Linked DNA regions of Mus musculus: all the other regions are linked to region 3. Evidence: chromatin contacts called from public capture Hi-C data. All regions are on one chromosome and are shown on one strand. The core of a region is the stretch at or near the end of the contact, and the rest is flanking DNA. Distances in the headings are between cores, read along the strand shown.

Evidence for each region. Capture Hi-C pulls out chosen DNA fragments and counts their contacts.
Region 1: a contact with region 3 is called in a capture Hi-C map of bone marrow-derived macrophages, with 7 times the contacts expected there. The contact joins two enhancer-like sites. A contact is called at or near these places in 3 of 484 Hi-C or Micro-C datasets (adipose-derived mesenchymal stem cells, cortical neurons and muscle stem cells), 3 of 115 datasets of contacts at active chromatin or transcription factors (double positive thymocytes, embryonic basal ganglia and fibro-adipogenic progenitors) and 1 of 9 other capture datasets (bone marrow-derived macrophages).
Region 2: a capture Hi-C map of bone marrow-derived macrophages shows a contact between it and region 3, with 5 times the contacts expected there. The contact joins two enhancer-like sites. A contact is called at or near these places in 6 of 484 Hi-C or Micro-C datasets (CD4 T cells, cerebral cortex, cortical neurons and 3 more), 2 of 115 datasets of contacts at active chromatin or transcription factors (PVALB interneurons and fibro-adipogenic progenitors) and 1 of 9 other capture datasets (bone marrow-derived macrophages).

The regions. Positions count from the first base shown.
Region 1 is chr14:64,365,451-64,369,866 of GRCm38.p6, reverse strand. The region is part of intron 1 of Msra (methionine sulfoxide reductase A); the gene reads left to right. Among named protein-coding and RNA genes, the nearest start is that of Gm52130, 39 kb to the left of the region's middle. Within about 2 kb of position 1,441, at least 58 of the 459 cell types and tissues checked have an H3K27ac peak or open chromatin away from gene starts, as enhancers often do. A contact at or near this core is called in bone marrow-derived macrophages and fibro-adipogenic progenitors, where this site is marked.
Region 2 is chr14:64,321,819-64,326,195 of GRCm38.p6, reverse strand. All of the region lies in intron 1 of Msra (methionine sulfoxide reductase A), which reads left to right. Among named protein-coding and RNA genes, the nearest start is that of Gm52131, 10 kb to the right of the region's middle. Within about 2 kb of position 2,440, at least 84 of the 459 cell types and tissues checked have an H3K27ac peak or open chromatin away from gene starts, as enhancers often do. A contact at or near this core is called in PVALB interneurons, bone marrow-derived macrophages and cortical neurons, where this site is marked.
Region 3 is chr14:64,255,330-64,259,717 of GRCm38.p6, reverse strand. All of the region lies in intron 3 of Msra (methionine sulfoxide reductase A), which reads left to right. Among named protein-coding and RNA genes, the nearest start is that of Gm41176, 3.0 kb to the left of the region's middle. Within about 2 kb of position 2,762, at least 33 of the 459 cell types and tissues checked have an H3K27ac peak or open chromatin away from gene starts, as enhancers often do. A contact at or near this core is called in PVALB interneurons, bone marrow-derived macrophages, cortical neurons and 1 more, where this site is marked.

The DNA.
Region 1 (4,416 bases), core at 192-2,691, 110 kb before region 3:
CAATTAATGTGTTAATATATGACCTCAACTCTCCAGATACAAACAATAATAATAATAAAAGCAGGCTCACATAGCAATTATGGCCTGGTTTGATTGACAGATATCCGTGAGTTTGTTTTTCTGTCTGGCTTGGTAATTTGACTTCTATCAAAAGAACCGGCTTTTGTTCTCACCCTTGTTCTGAAGCCAGTGCATAAGATGTGCACAAGGTTTAAACATGCAATGTTCTTATTTTATTCTCCTGAGAATCTTTCCTTGTCCTTCTGTGTCCCTGTCTGGTCCTCTTCCAGATGTCCCTTGGGCCTGAGGCAGGCAGGCAATATCACTGATTACTTACAATGCAGATAGCGACAGTGTGGCACAAACAGTGTGGCTGAGGATGTGAGATCCTGCCAGATGGTTCAAGTCAGGTTGAAAAAAACAGGAAATATTTTATATGACCTTGTCATGACTGGTGCTAGAGTTTGATGGAGCCCATACTATTCTCTAGTATATATGTGGAAGTCTGTGTGTGTGTGTGTGTGTGTGTGTGTGTGTGTATGTACGTGTGTGTGTTTGGAGCAGAGTGTGAGAATGATATGTCAGGGTGATAAATCCTAATAAACTCTTTGCTTCAGCTGGGAGCCATAAGAAAGGAGGCAGGGACTGGAGGAATCTTGTCAAGGAGTGTCAAGGAAGGCTTGGAGGGAACTTAACTGGTTGGAAGGATGTAGTAGAAAAACATTGGAATGGAGAATGTTCTTATGTGCTTAGGTTGGGTCAGGACACCAGTTTGGCCAGAATTCAGGATGGGCATAGACTCCTAATGATAGTTATGCCAAAAAAGGAATGTCTCAGTCTTGTGTTTCATTCTCTATATGAGAGCTGATGCGATGGCCGTGTCTTGGTACGTATGTTAAGGACATAGGACTGTAAACCTTCCATTATCAATGCTCCATCAGCTGATCTTTACTTCCCTAATTCTTGATGGCCAATTTGCTCTGAGATGAGATTTTCTTCAAAACAGACCTGAGGGTGCATATAAAACCATCCTTGGTTTTAATTAGCCTTCCCCTTTCCTCAGAAGCTCAGCCCACTTCATTAGACTGATAATAGGCTTTGTGTGTGTATACAATGAGCAGGAAAATCTTGAAAGTTCAGACAATTTGACTTCAGCTTGAAAATTACAGAAAACACCCTCTCTGTGTATAAATATGTGTGTGTCTTTGTGTGTGTAAAACAACACAGAGACACATATGTATGTGTATATCTGTGTGTGTGAATGTGTGTGTGTGTGGTGTGTATAAGTAGAATAAAGTAAAATAAAATGGAATCGAGTCATAAAAGTCTAAATATAACAAGTGTGAAATCACTGGTGAGGTTTGTCTTCATGACTCAGACCAAGAACTTGTGTGAGTCAAATTCTTTTTGTCCAGTTAACACTTTCTTGACAGAAGGATGAGTCACTGGTCTGAGTCATGAGGCTGTAATGAATCCCAAGCAGTCACTAGCCTGGATGCCTGCAGACATTGGCTAAGTCAGCGATAGGGTATCGAGTGGACTGGGAAATCAGCACAACAAATATTTATCATCATTAAAAAAATTCTCAGGGTGACCTGTTTAGTAAAGAAATGAGTTTAAAAATTATTTCAAGGAGAGACAGTACTATGCCTGATGAAAGAGGTTGTTCAATTCCTCACCCTCCACATACAACTTTATTATTCACAATCTCAAAAAAAGGTGGAGCTAGCCTAGTATCTAGTGATGGATGAGTGGATAAACAAGAGGAGAGTGAGGTGAGTTTCTATTCAGTAGAGTGTTTGTAAATGTGTTAGCAACTTTCCTGTTGCCGCGATAAAACACCATATCAGGCAACTTATAGATAGAAGAGTTCATTTGGTTTCTGGTTCCCAAAGGGTAATAAGATTCCATCATGGTGGGCAGACATGGCAGCAGGCAGACATAGTGACTAGAGCAGGAAGCTGAGAACTCATATCCTCAATCACAGGCAAGAAATAGATGGGGAAGCCAGGTGAAACTATAAACTCTCAAAGCCTACTTCCAGTGACTTCTTCCAGAAAGGCTACACCTTCTAAACCCCTCCAAACAGTGCCACCAATTGAGGACCAAGTGTCCAAATGCCCGAGCCTGTAGGGGGAACAGTTCCCATTCAAACCACCACGGTTAGCCTTGCAAAAGGAAAGGAATTCTGATATTGCAAAATGGGCAAAGCATGAAGATATTATGGAAAGATAGATAATAGATAGATAGATAGATAGATAGATAGATAGATAGATAGATAGATAGATAGATAGATAGATAGATAGAGTTTGTTAAAGAAGGACAAATAGTGATTGGTTGAGTTCTAAGGTAGAATGGTTGCCAGAGTCTGGCAGTGGTCTAGAGAGTGTTGTTTAATGGAGAGTGAGCCTCAGTCTTATCAGATGAAAACTTCTGGAGACAGCTGCACAAGAATATTTTATCATCACTGAACAAACTACTATATTAATGAGGTAAATCTGGGGCATGGACAGTGTGAGGTTGGGCTGACATTTTGAATCAGAATGAAAAGTCATGTAATCCTTTAAAACTTTACAATTAAAAGTTGTCTTACTGTAAACTTGTAAAGTGGCAAGTCTGATGTTATGTGAAGAAGTGGAGTATACTGTTCAGAGAGTTAGAAGGCAGAAGGTTAGAGACTAAGCTGGCTAGGCTAGACTGGAGGTGCTATGCTGAAGAAGGTGAGAGGCAAGGAGAGAGACAACTGGGCTTTCCCAAGTCAGTGTGTCTCATCTCTACGTCCCTCTCTTCCCAATGGCTTCCCCTGCCTCCCTCCCACAAACTTCTCCATCTAGTTCCCCTTCCACTGCTCCTTTTCTCAACCTGTCCCTGCTGCCTTTCAACTCTGTGCCATCCTTGATCCAGGGGACAACTTATAACTGATTTTTCTTATCCAGTGACAAAATGCTTGACAGAAGGCACTTGAGTGAGGAGGGTTTGAGTCATGGCTTCCAGTCCAGCATGGTGGCAAAGACATGGCCCATGGAGTAGCATCATTCACAGTGGCAGGAACAGGAGGAGGTAGCTCTCTACATCTGGACAGACCAAGAAACAGATAGCTTAGGTGGAACCCATCTCTAGTGGCTGATGTCCACCAAGTAGGCCCCTCCTCCTAAAGGTTTGAGAACTTTCCAGAGCAGTGCCACCAGCTGTGACCAAGTGTTCCAATGTGTGAGCCATTCTAGCCATAACAATTTTTTTTTCTATAAATTGTTACCACCTTCTTGTCTCCTTCCCTGTTCAGAGTTGACTATGGTAAATGTCCATGGGGAGGCCCAGGTGAGTATGGTAGAGTTCTAGTGGTCTTTCCTGTTTCTTGGTGGAAAGTAAGGATATCAAACTCCAGTTATCACAGATAAGGAGGCTGTCCACTGTCCAAGCATGTGGCACTCATTGGTGACCTTTTAAGTCTTCTTCTCATGGTGAGGGGTATGTTACCATAACAAAACTGGGCAGTGAAGAGATCATGAGGTTGGTTTTGAATTTTATGTCCTCATTTTCAAGCTCTTTGATTAGAGTCAATGTTTCAGAGAATCTGCTTCTGATATCAGTTATTGACACCTAACATCATATAGAAAGAAACTCAGACATAGGGTATTTGGTGACATTATTAATACCCATTGGTAAAATGAGGTATTTGTAAAAATTTAAATCCAGACTACCACAGATATGTGCTCAGCCTTAATCATAGGTAGTAATGAGTAGAAGGAAACAGTGGTCCAGGGTCCTCAGCCTATCATGACTTGGTTGCAAAATGCAGTGACCGGGGAGGTCTGACTTTGAGGGATGAGAAATAGTGAAAACCACTCACTAACTAAGTCTGTATTGTCAGGGGCCTGAGAACATGGCTAAAGAACTTGGACCAAATCACTTATGGTTTATTCTAAGGCCACAGTAGCTGTGACTAGTGAATTACAATGTTCCCTTGTCAGAGGTTCCTCAAATCAGTTTCATAGGATGCCAGCTTCAAGGCTGTGTTTGGATTTTTATGGGAATAATATGCTTGTGTTTTAAACAAAGAAGCTTATGGAATGATGTTAAAGCCTGGGTCACACATTAATTATTAGAAGATCATTTAAAGAAAATTATGTATGTACAGAAAAAGATTTTACATTTTTCTTGGAAACAGTGATCTATTGTTTCTCTGGAAATAAGAATCCTAGTTTACATGTTCTTTAATGTTGACTCAAAGCTTCACATCACTTATTTAAATACTACAGGTACAGGAAAATTGAATGTGAAGGTGAATGTTAATAGGGTTCCATTCTTGTAAGTTCACACAGATTGGTGTTATATTCATATTCTAAGAGAATAAGGTTAACAGAATTAATTAAAAATCCTTTCATAATAAGCTTGCCAAAGAGATTTATTGAGGGG
Region 2 (4,377 bases), core at 1,191-3,690, 67 kb before region 3:
ATCCTGTATTTGTAAAAATTGCTCCCATTCCATTCAGCAGCGGCCCAACCAGTCATTAGGCTATTTCCCCAGAAGTCACCTATCACCAGAATCTGCAAGTGCTTGCTTGATCACACACACAAGGAAGATATTAGACACTCAGCATTTTGCCCTCAACTCTGTCCCTTTATGAATTTAGATGCCCAGAGCCATGTGTGCAATGCTTAGATGTTCTTATTAGCATAGAAAGACAACTAAAAATAATCACAGAAGGCCTTTCTGTGTCACTTCTAAAGCCAGGGTTGGAGATTTCTGTTCATCATGTTTCTCAATGTGGATACTGCCTGAATTATCCAACTTCCCTTAATTAGCCTTGAATGCACCATTATCTCAGAAGGCCAGGTCCTTAGACACCATCTTCAGAACAACTCCACGAAGAGTTGATTTTAAGTGGTCTCTCTCTCTCTCTCTCTCTCTCTCTCTCTCTCTGCTTGTATGTATATGTTTGTGTGTGTGTTTGTCTCTCTCTCTCCGTGTATGTGTGTGTATTACTGTGTGTATTTTTGTCTCTGTATATGTGTGTGTGTGTATGTATATATATATATGTGTATATCTGTCTGTCTGTCTATGTTGGGACTTGGGAGAGAAAGACTTGTGGGTGCCTGTTCCGTGGTACTCATGTAGAGATCAGAGGACAACTTTGTGGATTTGGTTCTCTCCCTCCCATTTACAAAGGTTCTAGGGATTGATCTCCGGGTGCCAGACTTGCCCAGCAAGCACTCTTACCTGCTGAGCCATCCTGAGGGCCTGGATTTAAAAAAAAAAAAATATTGACATATTGTTCAGTTGACAGCTTCATCATAAAACTTATTTTTTGATGGAAGTATGAAATGTTCAAACCAATTTTAAAAATCACCAGACTTCCAGGAAGTGTGTCCCCACGATGTGGAGGAAAATAACAGTGATGACAAAAACGGAAAAGATGAAAATTGGAGAGGTAGCCAGGCAGAGAAGTAATTCAAACAGGCACCGTGTTCTCCCTCTGTTCTCCCCTAAAATAAAAGAGAGAGAAACCCAGAGACATTTCCAGTTTTGCTTTTAATCATCTCCAAGTCCTGTCTTGAATTTGGAGAGATTGGTGTTTTAAAAATATTTCCTTCTTTTAAACATGCTCTGGAGGCCACACAACAGTTTTCAAGGGGAAACACAGCACCCCTCTTTTCTTGAGGTCTCTTAGGGTGTTCTCAACCCCTTGCCGTTTCAAAGTTGTTTGCAGAATTGCTTTTGTGATTCAGAAGGGGGTCATCTGGGGACTTTGTCACAAGGCTGGGTACAGTCTGTGAGCCCCGAGTAGTTCAACAGCTTTCAGCTTAGGAACAGGCTCCAGGGCTACATGGTGTTTACCATGGTGATAACTGTGAACAGTTGAAATGTTTGGTATTTGTATTTCCAAAAAGGAAATATATCACCAAGAACAGAGCCCCAAACTAATAGGATGGTTTGTTGCACGTGTACATGTGTATGCATGCGTGCATATACGTGTGTGTGTGTGTGTGTGTGTGTACACCCACACGTGTGCATGTGTGTTGTGTGTTTTTTAAGCAAACCTCAGTGTGTCATACATACTCTCCTATACTTCCCCTCCCTTGTTCCATATGAGGGTGCCTTCTTATCTCACAGGGTTGTTTTGTTTTTTTTTTCTATAACAGAATGCCGCTGATGCTCTTTTTTCTATATGAACCCTGCATTTAATACTTATCCATAAGCAAAGGAACAGTATCTTATCTTGCAGATCCAGTCTGTGCTGAACCTTGCCAGTGTCCCACCTCTTTATTCTTAGAGTCTTTTCTTCCTTTATGATCTCCTGAAACAGACAATGACTTCAGAAGCCCGGTGCCTCTTCATTTAACAGAGGCCATCCTGTACAAAGCCACTACTGAGTTCAGACCACCACAATTTGTCTTTCTTAAAATCACATTGTTTTAGTTGTGTCTGCTTTATTCCCTGTGTGAAAGGAGAATGAACACAGATGAGTTTACTATGAGGTTTGTACCGCTATAGTCTGTGCACAAAATCATGCCAAAATTCCTTTTCTATGGGAGAGTAGCAGCCACAGAGCCAACGAGGTCCTCTCCGGCCCAGACCTAAGTATAATGCTGCCTGATACTGCCAGAGACGCTGTAGGGAAGGGGCTATCCGCCGGAACAGATTGCATGGGGAAGACTGGGCCCCTCTGGCTTAGCTGAGTACCAGGCTGACCATTTATCACTGTCAGAGAGGAAGGGGTGGGAGCGGGGAGTCGCCCGGCCACTCCTGCTCAGCTGCTGACTGACAGCTGACAGCATCATGTGCCACCTCCATGCAACCCATGTGCCATCAAGCGAGAGTGTAGCTACCTGCTTGGGCTGCTGACAGGTTCACAGAGAAGAAAGAAAAGATCAGCAGAGTGCTCTGGGCTGTCAGTGAACTGTGAACTGCCTGCTCTGCACAGTGCTGTGTGCAACCGTTAGTGGCAGCTGACTTCAGTGTGCACAGGAAGCGCTGGGTTAGGCTCCCAGGAAATAATATGGCTGGTGATTGGCGGAGAAGATGCCTCTGAGGTCTATGCACCTTAATTACATTCCAAGGACTCGACTGTGCTGTGAAGCTGTTATTTTAATATGCCCAAACTGATCTCTCTAACAACTATCAGGGAGAAAGTGAATAGCTTTGCATCAGCCATATACCAGGGCCATAAAGCAATGTGAACCAGCAAAGCCCAGACCCTACCACTCTTAGAAGACAAATATTTTTCAAAACAATATTAGAAGTATGATTTTTCTGTTTACCATGCATATTAAAATCTACATTGTGCTTTAGAAGTCATAAAACACTGAGACATGTTAGTATGGAAGGGACTGGTCTTGACTTACTCCTGTATGCTGGCATTTTCAACTGTTCCATTTACAAGGATCTCACTGAATCCTTTGGCTGAAACACAGATCTTAATCCATAAGGTAGCTTAATTTTAAATGCAGTTTATACTCTCAAGATTATCTGTTTTTCAATGTATGTAATATTGGATATGTGGGTGCCTGTGAGTTTGCAGCATGTGTGCACATGTGCCACACACATGTGCATGTAGAGGCTAGATGATGACATAGGTATGTTCTTCTATTGGTTTCCACATTGCCATTTGAGACAGACTCTGTCAGAGAACCTGCCATTCACTGATTGACTAGACTGGCTGGCCATTGTGTTCCAAGGATTTCCTGTCCCCCCTCCTCAGCACTGGTGTTACCGATGAGTGCAACCATGCTTGCTTGCTTCTTTATATAAATGCTGACCATTTGAACTCAGAGCCTTGTGCTTGGAGGGCAGGTGCTTTCCTAACTAAACTATCTCCCCTACTCCAAGGCGATCTGATTTTGATAGTCATTAGGAATTACTTGTGTTAATGGGGAGAGATTTCATGAAGTCAGGAAATTTCCATCCTACAACGTGTGCACTCCCAAGTGCAGAAGTCAGCTGCAGTGCTTCAGTGTGGTGATTATTAAAAGTATCCCCAACATGAAATGCTCTAGCTGAAAGGGATGATGATGAAATGCATTTCTTGGGGTGATGTGGTGAGCCCGGGAGCTCGGGTGCCCTGGGGGCTGCAGCAGAGCAGGGAGCTTTAAGAGCACCAGCCTGCCCTGGTGCAAGAGCTGGGGCTCATGGATATGACCAGCAGTCCTGAGGAGGGGGATGGCTGCGCGAACTGATGAAGGGTGATGACAGGGAAGACACTTCATCTTTCTCTTGTGTCACTGACATGAAGCACAGAGCCTGGCAGAGAACCAGCAACCCATAAGCTTCCCAGTTTGCTTGGCTAGAGGATGGGTTCCTCCGCTGCGCCATGCATGCCAGGGCCGATCTGCTCCCCACCCCCCGTGTCAACCTTCCTCATCCTTCCTGCACACGTCTGCCTCTTCAGTTTCTGAACTAATGAACTCATCAGCCCTGCTCCAGTCCGGAGCAATGTCTCGGCCTCCATCAGACAGAAACAAATAGCCTGGCCACACAGCTGCCTCCATTGCAAGTCCCTGAGCAGCTGAGCTCTTGTCCCTCAGGGCAAGACTGAGTTCACGGTGACTGGATCATCGACGGGAAGGGCTTGGTGAGTCCTGACAGGAGGGGCGGGCAGCACACTGGCCTGCTGGTGACTGTCATACAGAGAAACCTGCTGCCTTCTCTGGAGCTCTATACCAGATTGAGCCCAGAAGAAAACAATTTGATTATTTTTTAAAATACTAATTTAAAATTTTTCCCTTTTATTTTTAGTTGACTAAAACCCCCCACAACCTAGCACATGGCAGCAGCCGTTGTCCTGTTGTCATTTATCTGTCTTTGTCTTTTCCTTACCGAGCACGGCTCTTG
Region 3 (4,388 bases), core at 1,513-4,012:
GAGAGCATCAATACAAGGGTGGCTCTGAAGCCTGAGGGACTCTGAGTTACAGACTGGGTTTCCTCCCAAGTCCAAAAGGCATCTAATGTGCTGTTGTTATCAAAGGCTTGGCTCTGTGTGGTGGAAGAGGGGTGCATGGCAGCAGGTTTTTAGTACTAGAAGAGCCATGCAAGGGGCAGGGATTTGCTATCATTGTTTGAGGGAATAACACTAGAGAAAGAGGGTAGGGAGTTGCCTTCCGTGTGCCAGGAGGATTTTATTTATTTTTTTTTCCATTTTTTATTAGGTATTTCGCTCATTTACATTTGCAATGCTATACCAAAAGTCCCCCATAGCCACCCACCCCCTCTCCCCTACCCACCCACTCCCCTTTTATGGCCCTGGCGTTCCCCTGTACTGGGGCATATAAAGTTTGCGTGTCCAATGGGCCTCTCTTTCCAGTGATGGCCGACTAGGCCATCTTTTGATGCATATGCAGCTAGAGTCAAGAGCTCCGGGGTACTGGTTAGTTCATAATGTTGTTCCACCTATAGGGTTGCAGATCCCTTTAGCTTCTTTGGTACTTTCTCTAGCTCCTTCATTGGGGGCCATGTGATCCATCCAATAGCCGACTGTGAGCATCCACTTCTATGTTTGCTAGGCCCAGGCATACTCTGACAAGAGACAGCTATATCAGGGTCCTTTCAGCATAATCTTGCTAGTGTATGCAATGGTGTCAGCATTTGGAAGCTGATTATGGGATGGATCCCCGGATATGCTAGTGTCTACATGGTCCATCCTTTTATCTCAGCTCCAAACTTTGTCTCTGTAACTCCTTCCAAGGGTGTTTTGTTCCCACTTCTAAGGAGGGGCATAGTGTTCACACTTCAGTCTTCATTTTTCTTGAGTTTCATGTGTTTAGGAAATTGTATCTTATATCTTGGGTATCTTAGGTTTTGGGCTAATATCCACTTATCAGTGAGTACATATTGTGTGAGTTCCTTTGTGAATGTGTTAGCCAGGAGGATTTTAAATGTGTTTGTCTGAATATCTCTAACCTCCTTCCCAAGAATCATGGTGCAGAATCCAGGGTGACTCTTGTTGTCAAGCCTTGGGACTGGAGGGGTGATCAAGCTCCACAACCTCCAAGGTCAATTTTAATTTGGAGAAGCTGTGAACTTCTCTTAGTTACTTGTGGTAAGAAGCCTGTATATCTGACTACCTATGCCACCATTTGCTTATGTGTATTGTTCATCCATCCATCCATCCGTCCATCCATCCATCCATCTATGCATCCATTCATCTATCGATGCATTCATCTATCCATCCATCTGTCTGTCCAACCATCTGATGGCTGTCTATCCATTTCCAGCCAGTTACCCAGCCACCCTTTATCCATCTGCCTATCCATCTGTTCACCCATCCATCTGTCCATCTGCTAGCCATTCATCCATACATCCTTATATCCTCCTACCTATCCACCTATTTATCCATCTGTCCATCCATCCATCAATCCATGCTTTAAGATTCAGCAAAGTAATTTCATTCAGTTAAAATTAATGTTATTTGGATATATTTATTAATTGGCTTTCAAGAGCTATCATGTTAATTGAACTAACCAAAGGCATTATATACAAATCCATAATTTTCATTCTGCTTAAATATTAGAATTTGATTTTTCATTTTCTCACTTCTATAGATTGGCATCCTTTTTCTAAAAGTTTCTCATTACATGCTAAAAGGTCAAGCCATGAAAGTAAAGAAATTGACGATAACTGTGTCTAGCCAAGCATCTCAATGAGAACACATGCATGTTATACAGGAAACGAAGGACTGCAAGGTAATTCTGCACCATTGTCTCTGAGTTGGGGGACTGACATGGACAGCTGTCTAAAGAAGAGTCCAGGCAAGAACATGTGTCTTTTGTTCCAGCAGGCCAGGACTTATTTCCTTAGCACAAACCTACTTGGAAAGGGCTAGTAATGGTTTTACTGTCCTAGTCTGAATATGCTTTCTTTTCTGACACTTGGGAGCTCTGGGAGATAAGAGTCCTACAGCAGAAAGGATATGGTAGAAAATGGTTCTCTTTGGCCAAAGGTGAAGTCACTCCCAGCGCTGACACCAGTCACAGCTAACTGAAGATGGAGCTGAGCTTCTGCCTCTGCATCTATGGTGTTCCCCCTTAGGTCCACTGCACCCCCATTTGGGGGGCTGTGTGGGGAATACAGAGCTGCTCCACTCTAGTTTCTAAGCTCTGAAACACAAGGCTGTGAGTGGTGGTTTGAGTCTGAAGAAAGCAAGAACACACACCTACCGCCCTGGTACCTACAGCCGGTTACACATCTTAACGCACAGCTTGTTCTAACCTACATTTGTCACAAAGGCAGCCAGCCATCTTGCTTATGAATACTACAGTCCCACTTGGGGAGGAAGTCCCCTTTTACTGCTCAGACATGTGAGTATCATATAATGTGTGCATGCTGGCCACAAGAAATCCTGCAGTAGCGGCCCGATGACCATTATGCTGCTGAGTGTGGGGGAAATGGGCAGAGGGAGGCGGCTGTCCTGCAGTTACTGCGCCGTTGCCTTCGAGCCTGCCTGTTCCTAGTCTGTAAGCCTCGGTAGTGGGCCTTCGAGTGTGCATCCTGCAGCAGCTGCAGGGGCCTGAGAGAGCACGCCACCCATGCCGGCAGTGAGTTTGGTAATCATATATAATCCACCCTGCAGAGGGCCGCCCTGTCATTGTTCAGGACCCTTTCAATGTCTTGCAATTTCCTTTGTCTCTGTACTTCTGGTCGCGTCCTGAAAACTGTCAGGCTTCCGTGTGGCTGTGAAGACCGGACAATTCTAACCTCACAATGGAGCTCAAATTGGACCAGCTGCTTCCTCAATGGAGCAGGCTGCCCAGCTCCGAGGCATTAAGCCCAAAATTATTTAGAAAATTGAAGCCTTTGACTTGCTGTGGATTAATGTGATTAAGCGGGGCTTGCTTTAATTCATACTCATCTCTTCCTTTATTAATAACGTCTCATCGGTCAGGGCCGCATGCATGTGCATGAGACTACAGAAAGTTAGGGTGATTGCAGTTTGTCCATAAGAGAAGTCTTTCATGTTTCAGAAGCAACTGATTCAAGGCTTCGGCTGGGGCACACTGAAACCGCCTGTTATTCTTAATGTTTTTTTATGGAAACCTAATAAGCAAATGAACCATTCCTCCTTCTCCCCCTTTATCCCCACCCCCGTGGAGGTCCCCATTTGATTTACAGCTCCCCGTAAGTAATAAAGAAAGGATCTCTTTTTCATCTGGGTTGTATCAGCGGGTGAGATCTGGACGAAATATCCTTCAGGGTTAAGGGAGGTGGAATTAAAAGGGATTTGAGGGTTTTTTTTTTCTCCCCATGTAATTGAAAGTGTATCACCACCACAATGATTATGAATCATCCAGTAGCTTTTCTAAATAAGGAAGTATTACCTCATTGCGTGAGACTGTGGTTTTTTATAATGACAGCAACAGATTATATTGGGAGAAATTAGGGCAGTGCCTTAAATCAGAGTTTTGAGCTCTGTGAAATTATTCTGATGATGTTTATTCTGGCAAACTTAAGATGGCAGCACCGCCAAGTCTTATGTCAGTCTCTCATAGCATAACAAAGCTAACGAGCATATATGTCCAAGTATTTGTCTTTAAAAAATACTTACTTTGGTAAGACAGCCAATTGATTTACATAGCGTTTCTGCACTAGGAACTGTTCACAGGGCTTGTCTGGTGGCAATGGGTTATCATCTTTAGCATCTGAGAACTAGTCATAGTAAGCATGTGAGGTGACGCCTATGCCAATAGCTGGATTGCCTTGTCCCACACTGGATACATATCTCAGAATGATACATTGTTACTGTCCTCATCCTTGTGTCAAAACACTGACAAAAAACAGTTTCAAGGGATGAGGTGGCTCGTGTTTTAAGCTAGCACTGGACTCAGGCTGAGAGCCTAGGCAGCAAAGTCCTAAGAAGCCAGCATCACTCACTGAACCATCACTCAGTGAACCAAGTAAAGAAACAAAGTAACAGTGAAAAGCAGCAGAGGGGGGTTCTTTAAATGTGGCTACACTGGGCAGAGGGGCAAATAAGACCAGAGAGGCTTAGGTTTAAGATAGGATGCAAGAGGTGTATTGTATAACTAGGCAGTCCTGGTGAAGGTGTTGGTATACCCATCATCATCTCTGCTCCACTCTTGTCTCTTTAGGGTATCTATATTCCTGCCAGGATAGTTACACCATCATGATGGGGAAAGAGTCGCCCAGCTTCTGGTAGTGGGGCATGCAACTGGCTTTGGGCCAGAAGCAGAGGCAGAAATAGACTTTAAATTCTACCCTGCAGTGACTGCATTGGCCAGCTGCACCTCAGAACAC